Regions from separate parts of the Mus musculus genome. Here region 1 is linked to region 2. The links are chromatin contacts, called in public Hi-C maps. All regions are on one chromosome and are shown on one strand. Each heading gives the region's core, a stretch centred on a gene start, on an enhancer-like site or on the middle of the called end of the contact. The rest is flanking DNA. Distances are from core to core; before and after follow the strand shown. Region 1 holds the start of Aimp1 (aminoacyl tRNA synthetase complex-interacting multifunctional protein 1). Region 2 holds the start of Larp7 (La ribonucleoprotein domain family, member 7).

Region 1 (5,873 bases), core at 2,186-4,685, 5.1 Mb after region 2:
GTTAAATGAGATTTTTGACCCAATTTGTGATGTTTCATGAAACACACAGAGAGCAATGAATTACATGGTTAAGTACATACAATACCAAATGCATGAATTTAGAGTACACATCAAAGAGTAAGACATGACTTAAGATACGACTTTCTGAGATTCCTATCTTTCCTGTATTGCTTTGTTATTTCAGTAATCTCCTTAGTTGAAATTCCTACTTCATTCAAATTGCCTGTGATTTCGTTTAACTCCCAACCATTCTGGCACCAGGTTATGAAAGTTAGAAAACTTTTACTTTTTTTCAAAGTTACTGAAAACCAAATTTTCATGTGCAGTTTTCATTTTACTTTTTAGCACAAGAATTGTACAGAAATTTGGAAATGCCCCTCTATTCTCTGGATCCCTAATTCCACTACTTCAGAATCACAATTATGTATAAAAAAAAAAAGTACTTTTCTTAAATATAATACTTCTCAACACTCAGCTTCATCAAATCTATGATGCCATCAAGTAAAAAACTACTCCATACAACATATTACTATTTTAATTTCATTCATACATATAGCATATATAATTGAACTTCCTCTACACACTGTAGATTCATTTGCTCTAATGCTCTTGATCCATTAGACACATTTTGAATGCTATTCGTGGTTGTCAATTTGACTATATCTGCAATTAAAAAACCCAAGAGGCTAAGCACTCCTATAAAGGATCTTTTTTTTCTTAATTAAATCATTTGAGGTGGGAAGACCCACCTTTAATTTGGGCCATGCCTGTTGGCAGCCCATATAAACACAGAGAAGATGGCAGCTCACTCTCTTGGCCTGCTTGCGCTAACTCTCACTGGCAAATCCATCCCTTGCCTGGCAGTAGAACCTACTCTTTGGAACTTTGGTGCATATTTAAGACCATCTGAAACGTCTAGTCTCATGAGCTCAACAACTCCGAGCTTCCTTCTTGGACATTCCTGTAGTGGACAGCCACACAGCTGGGTCACAACCTGTAAACCACTTTAATATTTATGTTCACTGAAAACCTTTTTAAATTTAGAATTAGATTGTTGCTTTATATTACTACATTGTTTTCTTGTATTTCTGAATACACAGTAACTTCATTTTGACTCTAAGTCACAATCACTAAAAGTATACATAAAATAAAAATTATACTTAATAAGCTAAATACCAACATGGCACACAACAGAATAACATTAACATTTATGAGGACATTCATAGCTGACACAATGAAAACTATGTTACCAGAAGGTAATCTAGAGTGGTCTGAAGATGTAGATAATTTAAAAATACATCCCAGTTTCAGATATATAAATGTGAGAATTAATAGCAATCATGTTTTTTTCTCTTCTTCCCTTCATTCCAGTCTTGCCTTCCAAACATTTCCCCAGTTGCTTCACAATCTAATTGCCAAGATATTCTACAGCAACATGGTACCTTTAGACCACTTTAAATTCCTGTTGCCATTTAACACATATGTCACAAGTCAGAAGGTAAGGACAAGTAAATACTTTGGTAAATGTGAGGACAATGTGCTCCATAAACACTCACTGACATTGATCCCACTGCTAAGTTTTTAAACCAAGCCTTGCTAAAACCCATAGAAGACCTGAGGCTGTTTCTGGTGAAAGCTCCTATTTATTCTAGATTCTTATCCCCTTACTGGAGAGCCCTTTTTTCTCTTTACTGATGAAGACACAGGAAGTTCTAGCCATATTAAATGATGACAATGGGGGGAGAAAGTAAAATTGATTACTATGAAGGGATAATCCATGCTTTTCTAATATTATGACTTAATTCAAAACCTTTTCTCCCAGTAGAAGACATACATAAAATGCAAAAGGCTTGGCTAGGCCTCCTGTTATCACAGTGAACAATCTTTTATCATTTCATTTTTAAAATAAGTTAACCAATCACTTCAACCACACCATCACGCCTACTTCCAATTCAAGAATGCAAATAAGAACAATAACTAATGGACATTTGACATTGACATTTACTCTCCACCATGTAAGATATCATTTTATACACCAGGAGAAAGTATATGTATTGTCTGGATTCATCCAATTATTATACGGCAAAACCATGATTTTAACTTATGTTTGTCATTCTGAAATTCACACAATTCACTCAAAATGTTTCCCAAAGCCTAAATGCTTTCATTATTTGGGAAACACACTCAAGACCTGACTGGACACTTAGGACCTTTATTGAAGACACTGTTATGTTCCCTTTGAGGTAAAACAAAAGCCTCCTAACTGATCTCCTTTCTCACTTCTGCCCCCAGTCTAAGAGGGCTATGGAGTAACCCTCTTAAAACGAAGCTGGGTAACATTACTTGGCCTTGGAAAACCTTCTATGGCTTTCACTCCCCCTGATTAGCCCACACTCTCTGTCTGCATCATGAATCCCCTCTCTCAGTTCTGAGCCCACAGGCATTGGTCAGACCCCTTCATACTTTGGTAAGTTTCTGTTGCATGGCCTTCGCAATGGCTTGGCCTTATGACTGACTGTACTTCTTGAAGGTTTTCTCTATTGTTAATTCTATTTGTGTCACCTCCTTCCTAGAAAGCCATCTTTTCCTTGAGAACCTTCTCTGGCAACCATGTCAAATAATCTACCTTTTTTTTTTTATGGCTTAATACCTTTTCTGTGCAGTACTTATAATCTAAAATATTTAAGTATAAAATGCCAACACTAAAAAGCGTTTAGTGCTTGTTGCAGGGAACCCAAGCTCAGGGCCCAGCACTTACACAGGAGCACACAATCACAGGTAACTCCAGGTCCCAGGGGTCTGATGCTTTCTAGCCTCCGCGTTTACCTCCACACAAGTTTTGCACAAAAACTCACTCGGGCATGAACACATACCCATAAGTAAAACATATCAATATTAAAATACAGAGTGTTCACCTTACTTTTAATGCTGTACTTCAACAATAAGCCCTAGCCGAGAGGCAACGACTGGGATTTTTGTCCGTTTCGTTGACAGTCATTTCTACTTAGTTTATGGATCTTTACCCAATAACTAAACTGTTGCCGGGAGTATAGTGGTAGCTGGTGTTTCTAATATCTGTTGAAATCAAGGAATCTCCTTCTTCAACCCGTCCTCACGTACAAACACTGGAAATCCTTTGCACTCTCACTTAAAAGGAAACAAGGTAATGCATTCACCCCCTGCCTCCAGTAGCATGCTCTCCCTCGGCCACGTATTCATTGCCCAAACTAAGTTGAATCAAAAGGGGGCACGTGGGTGGAGGTTTTGACCGCGCTTCCCACTACTACACAGAAGGTCAGGTTCTTTTTCCCGGGTGAGAAAGGGAAGAACTCTGGATCGGGACACTCACATGAAGCGGTGACCCAACCGCAGCTCTTGAGCAGCCTCAGCCGGGAGAAGGAAGGGCCAGCCTCCCGCAGTCCCCGGCAGCGAGAAAGGACCCAGGAGGCTGTCCCTGATAAATGCCTGAGCGTTTCACAGTTTCACCGCTCATCGGCCGTCCGCTGCCTGCGCCAGCTCTCTCCCTGTACCACACTGAGCTCCCATCTCCCATTTCCTTCCTCCCTCCCTCCGATCTTCCCTCACTTCTTTCTCACTCGCTACATTTGGCTGTCTGTCTGGGCAAGGGACAGGCGGCCGGAAGTTTTGGGGTCTTCCCCCGGGGTTGCGTCTCGGCGATGTGACGTCATGAGCAGTGGCCGACCCGAGGCGGCGGCGGGGGAGGGGGTGCTGGGCGCTGTCAGTGGAGCGAGGTGCGCGCTCACCCTCGGGTTCTGAGCCGGGGACCCGGGAGGCCCGCGCGGACGGAGGCGTGTCGCTCCGGCTGTCACCTTCCCTAGGCGGCCTCTTGTAGACGCGCCTGAAATGCAGGACACGGCCCACTAAGCACTGCCAGGCATAGCTTCCGCGCTTAGGAGCTCAACCCCCCAATCTCTGCGTCCCCAGATTCAGGCAGGTATTCTGGTGTCGCCGCTTGCCTGGCGTTAGTGGGTGGGACTTGTGGGACAATCAGGTACTGTGAGTGACCCGGCCATTCTGCAGGAACCCATAGAACCAATCTGTGGAGCTGCTTGCTGTTGTGTTTGTCTCCAAACTTCCTTCTCCCTGAAGCCCAAGTTCACCGAGTCTTAGAAATGCAAATACGATTTTACTCTGGATAAAATCCACGTCTCCCCACTACCCCTCTTTTTTCCCCCCTTTTCTCCTCCTCCTCCTCTTCTTCTTCTACATTTTCGACTCACGTGAGTCATCTCCAATCTCTTTAAGAGTTTACATTGTGTCTTGTTCATTATAGGTGCAGGCCATGTTTGTGGTTTTCAGTGTTCTGGCTACAGAAACGTCAGACTTAACGTAGAAGTTTCAAAGTATTCCCTGAGTAAATTTTCCAAGCCAACTACCTGCCTACATGGCTTTCTCTTGTAATCTCTGACTTCATCGTTTTCATTTTTCACTCTCTTCTAGTTACCAAGTGTGAGCACCTGTGTGTGTGTGTGTGTGTCAATTTTTTGTTCGTGAGCTTCATGCACACCAGAGAGATAGACTGATACTGAAATTTGTTTTCTTGCTTGTGGTTTATCTTTTTGAGTCATAAACACTTGTCTGATTTTTCAGTTGTATGTTATTTAATGTCTATAACGGAAAATCTAATATATCATTGTAAAAGTTAAATATTAAAATGCTGAGGTTATGTCTCACCTTTCCTATGACTTCAAGCCTGCTATGTAGATATAACTTTCTGTAATTTTGCATCTACTCATTGAATAAGAAGTTAAGATTCAAGTAGACTTAAGCTAGCTCACAGTATCGACAAGATTCAGAATAGTGGTCATAACTATTTTCACATGAACTTTTGAGTATGTGTTTTGACTCCTCTATTATGATGAGAATAGCACTGGCTCTCTCCATTTATCACCAAGAAAACAAATTCGCCTGTGTTACCAAGTTTTCAGGTCCATTAATTCTGAAAGCCTATGGGAGACTTTATTTGGCTCCCAATGAACAGAGGAGCCTTGTGCTCTACAGGCTTCTTGTAGAGCAAGTCTGAGGTGTGCATTGGATATGAAGTGGTTTGCATCAAAACTTTTCGTAAAAACAGGATGGGCATAACCGATCTGTGGTGGAACTAATGTGTATATCCTTTTTATTATAAAGAGCACACATTAATTTCAATTGTCAAACCAGATTGAGGCAGTCTAGGGTTTCTCTCCTGGTCAGTCATCAAATGCATATGGCTATTAGTACTTGGCTTTTTATGTTTTGAAAGCAAGTAGTATCTTTAAACAAAAAGTTATGACTAATTAGCTGATGAAGTCTAGCAAATAGTGCTATCATTAATTCCTAGTGTAGTCTAGGGACACCTGCATTTTTTCCTTAGCAGGACTTTTACTTATACATTGTCAAAATTAGTCATAGTTCCTAAGTGTGTTGTTTAATCTATGTGCAGAAAAACAAATGTTCATGGTAGTAGGGATTTATAATTACTTTTCAGTGCAAACCCACACAGTGTGCTAGGTCACATTTTTTCCTTCCCTCAATGTCATGACCATGGACCTTTTTGTAATATCAAAGATAATTCAGGTTCATTCTTTCCCTCCAATGGTAAGTGTGCTTGATTTAGTAGATTGTGTGTTTAGATATATTTTTAACCTTTCTCCTTTTCAAACCCCCTTCCTCTGTTTTTGCCTTTTGGTTTCTCTTTGGAGAAAGCATGCATCCCCTTCTATGGCTACGTGGCCCTGCAAGGTGGTGCATGTGTGTAAGCAAGTCCCGGGGAGGTGAAGGCAGGGGGTTAGGAGTTCAAGGCCAGCCTGGGCTAGGTGAGGACCCTGTACAAAGCAGAACAGCAAAGCAACAGCACACCCCTCCTCAGTTGC
Region 2 (6,359 bases), core at 679-3,178:
CATAAATATACTGCTAAATGAATGTGGTGATACACAACTTTAATACCAGTACTTGGGAGGTAGAGGCAGGTGGATCTCTGAGTTTGAGGCTGGCCTGCTCTGCAGAATTTCTGGACAGCCAGAGCTACATAAAAAATCCTGCCTCCAAACAATCAAACAAACAAACAAACAAACAACATCCACCCACAAAACTCACAGTCTTGGAACAAAGAAATTACTGTGAAGCAATGCCAGATATTTATATAGATAGATAGTTTTAAATCTTGACAATCCTACTTGGTCGTTTCTTTCCCCTTTTCAAAGGGAGGCTGAAAGGTTATGTAATTCAGTCAAAACTAGGTAGGTAAGCAAACCGAGGTGTTTGACTCTTACACTGTCTACCGTTTAGTAGAAGCTACACTCTGTCAGCATTCACACTATATTCTGACCCAGGAATTTCTTTTTTGGGGGGTGGTGGGTGGTGGTTTCAAGACAGGGTTTCTCTGTATAGCCTGGCTGTTCTGGAATTTACTCTGTAGATCGGGCTGGTCTCGAACTCAGAAATCCACCTGCCTTTGCCAACTCCCAAATGCTGGGATTAAAGGTGTGCGTCACCACTGCCTGGGCTGTCCCAGGAATTCTTCATCTGACCTCCCTGACACTTCTGGGAGTTTAAAGACATCTTAGGAATCCATGAGATGTTATAAGACAAACTTTTAAACAAAAGGTAAAATCATGCTTATACAAATATAAAGGAATATGGTAAATTTAAGTGGAACTAGTCTGTTTAAAGGAGAAAAGACCAGATCAATATGCAGCATAAAGTCAAAATGAATGTTAACATATACTGGTCAGGGGCAATGATTGGGCAAACATGGTTTTCATCTTTATGTTTTCAACAAGTTACAAAGTTGCAACACTGCCCAAAGACAGTGAATGTCACAGATAATCTGGAAGTAAGCTGTGCTAGATGTAAAGCAAAAGACCATTTTTTTTTTTTTAAATTTTAAATCAAAGGTTTTGTTTGTAAAATCACATACAAAATGTTTCCACAGGTACATGTAAAATTTTCAAAGGAACTCGACAATAATATTTTCCAGGCTTTAAACAAAAAGAAGAGTACCCAAAAGATTGAGAACCAAAGTTGTAGTCACGGCAAACCCTTTAGCGGTCTGGAACTTTGCTCCAAATAATCTTTTAGTGTGAATGTTTTATGAAGTCATTCGGTTTCCCACCACCGCCCGGCTTCGAAAGACTACTAAAAGGCAGTCTTACTTCTTGAGGATTTCCATTCTCAATGAACTCTCCACTCATATTTCTCCTTAATTTCTCATAAACGCACTCAGAACTTAAATTCATTACTGTTAGCCCCTTCTACAACGGCTTTTTCTATAGAGGGACTAGCAAAAAGAAAAGACTGAACTTTAGAATGCAAGTTCTCACAACTGATGTCCTTTGGGAAGACAACCTGCCTAACACCCACAGTTCCTCTGAGCAACCCTACTTCCGCACAGACTCCCCCCCCCCCCCCCCCCCGCAGCCGGGCGTGCCCCAAACACCCCAACCCCAAGCTCGGCCCGCCCCCTCTGTACTGAGCTCCGAATAGCAGGGGCCGCCAGGGAACTGCGCGTGCGCACAACGCACGGCGCCAAACCAACGGCACAGTGGCGACGGGGGCGGGGTGAGGCGGACCGCGGATGGAGGGTGGCCCTCAGGAGACCCGACTGAGAGGAGTTCCCACCTCTACGGGTCTGAGAGGCTCTGCAGGCCAGTAGTGACTTACTCCGTGCTCGTCCCCAGATCCACGGTCAGCGCTTGTGTTCTCCCACGCTTTCCTTCTCCCGACCCCTGCGGTCGGCGGAAATTTGCGTCATTCGAGTAGCGACGCGCTTCTCTCAGCCCGCTACGGAAAGACGGGTCCGAGGCCCAGGGTTCGTTGCTGACGTCATAGGCGGAGCATCTCGGGGGCGGGAGCCACGCGGTGACTGCGCTGGCACGCGGAGTTCCATTGGTGGTTTGCGAACGGCGGCGGGCGGGGCCTCCGCGGTACCGTCCCTGCTTGATGACGTCACTTAAGTTGGCGGGAGAAATTAGAAAGTGGAGTTTATGTCATTGAGCCGGTGAAGTGGAGACTTTTCTCTCCCGTGTTCTAGGCAAGAAGGGTGGACAGACCGGGCGACTTGGCGCGGTTGGGAGAGCACTGGACACTGACTCGCCTCCACGGAAGCGACCCACGAGGCGCCGTTAGAGTGCCGGGTGAGGCGGTCACCATAGCGGCCCATCCCGGTTGTGGGTGTTTTAGGGGCTGACATAGGACCAAGGGGGCCATTATTATTTAGTGATACAAAACCTTGAAGTGTCAAGGCTTGGCAAGTGAAGCTATGTTTCTTTTAGGGATCTGTACTGTTCCTTGTGGTTTAGCAGGCCGTTCGTGGTTTGGAAACTTTCCTGGTTTGAGCGGTGCTGTTCTGAGCTATTGTGACAGTTTTTCATCACTGCAGAGGGCCAGATAGAAACTGTTGTTGGGCTCCAGAGCTGGACTTCCTAACGTAATAGATCAAGAATAGGACCTAAAAGAATAGGACCTAAAATGTTCATTGCTAACTAATTGTCAGGTCATGTCCCTGGAACCACTTGAAGATATGTGTGCTTATGTGTGCTGCTTTTGCATCTGTATTCAGTTCACCATCGACGATTTCAAGATTTCAAAATTTGACCTTATAGTTAACATGGTAGTTACAGTGGCTGCTGCAGCACTGTCCAAGAGATTTTTCTTCCTGGGTGTGGTGGCATATTGCTTGTAATATCCCAGCTATTTCCAGAGGCTAGGACGGGATTGTGCAATATGGTCAGATCCTATTTTAAACAAACATAAAGGACTGGATGCATGTAAGCACTATTACCTAGTTTACATATAGTCCCTTTTGTCAGCCCCTAGCACTGGGTAAAAGAAAGAACAAAATTTTCCTTGCAGAGGAATTATATATTGTATATTTGGCTCTAGGATGTTGTGCTATATTGACTAGGGTATATAGTCAACCCTCTGTACCTGTAATTTCTGGATCTGTATTCAGCCAGTTATAGATGGGAAATAGAAAAAAGTTGTTAGTACTGAGCATACAGATTTTTAAATTATCATTTTTATTTCTTCCTTTTAGACAGTGTCTATCTATGTAGTTAGTCCTGACTGTCCTGGAGCCCTATAGGTAGACAGGCAACCAGGCTGCCTTGAAGTCACAGATCCACCTGACTGTGCATCCTGTGCACTGGAATCAAAGTTGTGTTCCACCAAGTCAGGCTTGTTACCATTTCTTGAACAATGCAGTTTAATCACTGTTTGCATATCATTTACAACCTACTAGGTACAAGTAATCTAGAGATAACTTATTTATGTTAGAAAATATGTGCATGCTCCTATTATATGCGAAACAACTATGACGTTTTATATGTGAACTCAAGTGGCTGGCGCCGGATGTTAATATTTGTGGTCCTGAAACTAGTTCTTGGATAACTAGGGATTACGCTAGCAGGAAAAATTTAAGACACAAGGGGGCCATCTTGTGGTAAGTATAATGATTTTGAAAAATAAAATTGAAGTTGGGTTCTAAGGAGCAGTACATGTTGAAGGGAAAACAATCCATTTTCTGGTATATAGCAAGCCACTGGAGAGATGTTTACAGATTTCTAGTAACTATGAGTTTTACCTTTATTTTCCTGTGTGGTGTCACGCAGTTCTGTCCTCCATGACAGATACAGTTTTGTTTCTCTTGGTGGCTTCATAGTCTTGGAATTGTTTGGTTTCTGTCTCCAGTCAGGATTTATTGAAAAAGTTTGTACTTGATATTTATTCTTTTTATCAGGGTCGATTGACCATTCTTTGCTGTTTTTCATTTTAGAGGATATAAATGCTGACTAAAAACTGATTGTTTTCTGGACCTGACTAGTTTATAATCTCAGAAGACACAATGGAATGTCAAGAGTTTATTGTAAGTTGTCTTCTTCCTCTTCTGCTCCTCCTCCTCTTTTTTTTTTTTGTTTTTCAAGACAGGGTTTCTCTGTGTAGCCCTGGCTGTCCTGGAACTCACTCTGTAGACCAGGCTGGCCTCGAACTCAGAAATCCGCCTGCCTCTGCCTCCCACTTGCATTGCTAGACAGGTTTTGTTTTTGTTTTTTTGTTTTTTTTCTTTATATTTAACATTTGAGGTAGTAACATGCAGCTGGATTGTCACACTTGTTTCTGTATTCAATCTAATTGAATCCAGCACCACATATAACAGCTGGGAACTGCATTCTTCCTCTGACGGAGGTGGAATCTAAAGTTAAAAGCGGTGTGAAGTTGTTCTGACCTCAGATGCTGTGAGCGTTGCGGAGCTGTCAGACTTTGGACTGTACTCAGAGAGCTATGTGAATAAGAAACAGTATGCAACTGGGAGCTGGGCTTCCTCCCCACTGACGATGTGGCGCTTAGCACACTCTGATACTTACAGACTCTTACTTGCCCTTTCTCCTTTACCTACTGGTGCTGCCCAGCCTTAAAATCGTGGTTGGTTTTGTTTGTTTGTTTGTTTGTTTTTTCCCGTTTTTTATGCTGGGGTTAAACTCAGGGCCTCATGATGCTAAGCCTGCAGTTCATTGTTGAGCTACAGCTCTTCCCTGACGGTGGCATTGTGATGACTCCTGTGCTGTTATTATTTTGATAAAGAATGGCAGCCTTATTTTTATATGACCTGTAAACTATATGGTATTAAATATGTGTAACTGGCAGTGATGTCTTCCTCATTTTTGGAAATAAGGTCCTATATACTCATCAAAAGATGAAGAAGTCCAAAGTGTGGCAAGATGGAGTTCTGAAGATCACTCACTTAGGCAATAAGGTAAGTACCAAGCAGTTATTGCAGCCTGTAACAGCTGTGTTTTTGACTTTTGATTGGGCGTTAAGAAAACTCTGTTGATAATAAAATGTCCGTTATGCCCACATGTAACCATGTCAAAAAGACATTTTCGGGCTGGAGAGATGGCTCAGCAGTTAAGAGCATCCCAGCAACCACATGGTGGCTCACAACCATCTGTAATGAGATTCCCTATTCTGAAGTGTCTGAAGACAGCTACAGTATATAATAAATAAATAAATATTAAAAAAAAAGACATTTTCATGTCGGTTTTATTGTACATTAAGAAAGTTCAGTAAGTAAACATTATTTAATTTGTTTGATTGTTAACACGATGAGCTGGCTATGACGCTTCAGCATGTTAATTGTGTTTGCACAACTTACAAGTTAAGCATTTTGTCTGATTTTACTGATGATCAAACTGAGGGTGCAGATGAAGCATCTTACCCAGCTGAAAGTGCAGGGGTCATTCGTGAACTTAGATGTCACTCCGGGACCCATTTTCTAGCTAAGGTTTTTGTTTTGAGACATCATCTCTGTGTTGCCTTGGCTGTCCTGGAACTGTGTAGAGCAGGCTGACCTCAAACTCAAGATATCCCCTTGCCTCTGCCTCCCAAGTGCTGGTATGAAAGGCGTGTGCCGCAACCACCTGACTCTAGCTAAATCTTTTTTATTTTTTTTAAGATTTATTTATTTATTATGTATGCTGTGTTCTGTCTGCATGTATGCTTGCACACCAGGAGAGGGCACCACATCTCATTACAAATGGTTGTGAGCCATCATGTGGTTGCTGGGAACTGAACTAGGACCTCTGGAAAAGCAGCCAGTGCTCTTAATCTCTGAGCCATCTCTTCAGCCACTAAATCTTTTTTTAGTATTAACTATTACAGAAACTTGGTTGTGAGTTATGATATCATGCACATACTAATGACAGTCATGGCCTTCAGATCAAATCCATGCTCCTAAGTGAACGTGTAAAGGCTCTTCACAGTGTGTCTGTATTCTGCTTCTCTGTCATTGTAAAGCAGTGCTTCTCCACCTTCCTAATGCTGTGACCTTTACTCTAGCTCCTCATGTTGTGTGACCCAAACCTTAAAGTTGTTTTCGTTGCTACTTTATAATGTAAGTTGCTACTGTTATGGTAGATACTGGTGGAGATAGAAGTTTGCCAGTGGGGTCATGGTGGAGAACCACTATTATAAATCTATCACTGAGAGAAACTTTTCAGTAAGGGAGAGATTATTTACTGTACTTTTAAAAATTATTAATCTAGTTATTTAAATGTAGGAGTGTTCTGTCTGCATGTACACCTACGTGCCAGAAGAGGGCAACAGATCCCCTTATAGATGATCATGAGCCTTCATGTGGAGGCTGGGAATTGAACTCAGGAACCCTGGAAGAGCTGGCAGTGTTCCTAACCACTGAGGCATCTCACAGCCCTATTTACGTTATCTTCAAAGAATATTTAATTTGTCAAAATAAAAACTAGTG

What was found. A called contact is a pair of places that touch in the nucleus more often than the background predicts.
Region 1: a contact with region 2 is called in a Hi-C map of CD8 T cells, with 6 times the contacts expected there. The contact joins the promoter of Aimp1 here to the promoter of Larp7 in region 2. A contact is called at or near these places in 1 of 39 promoter capture datasets (pre-B cells) and 2 of 484 Hi-C or Micro-C datasets (CD4 T cells and CD8 T cells).

Annotation. Positions count from the first base shown.
Region 1 is chr3:132,680,444-132,686,316 of GRCm38.p6, forward strand. It overlaps Aimp1 (aminoacyl tRNA synthetase complex-interacting multifunctional protein 1), which reads right to left and starts at 3,436. Exons shown (of 7, transcript NM_007926.2): 1 at 3,350-3,436. The coding sequence starts at 3,351. It overlaps Tbck (TBC1 domain containing kinase), which reads left to right and starts at 3,701. Exons shown (of 26, transcript NM_001163455.2): 1 at 3,701-3,951.
Region 2 is chr3:127,551,421-127,557,779 of GRCm38.p6, forward strand. Larp7 (La ribonucleoprotein domain family, member 7) reads right to left here and starts at 1,929. Exons shown (of 13, transcript NM_138593.2): 1 at 1,763-1,929. Zgrf1 (zinc finger, GRF-type containing 1) reads left to right here and starts at 2,069. Exons shown (of 26, transcript NM_197997.2): 1 at 2,069-2,235; 2 at 3,876-3,965; 3 at 4,773-4,853. The coding sequence starts at 3,945.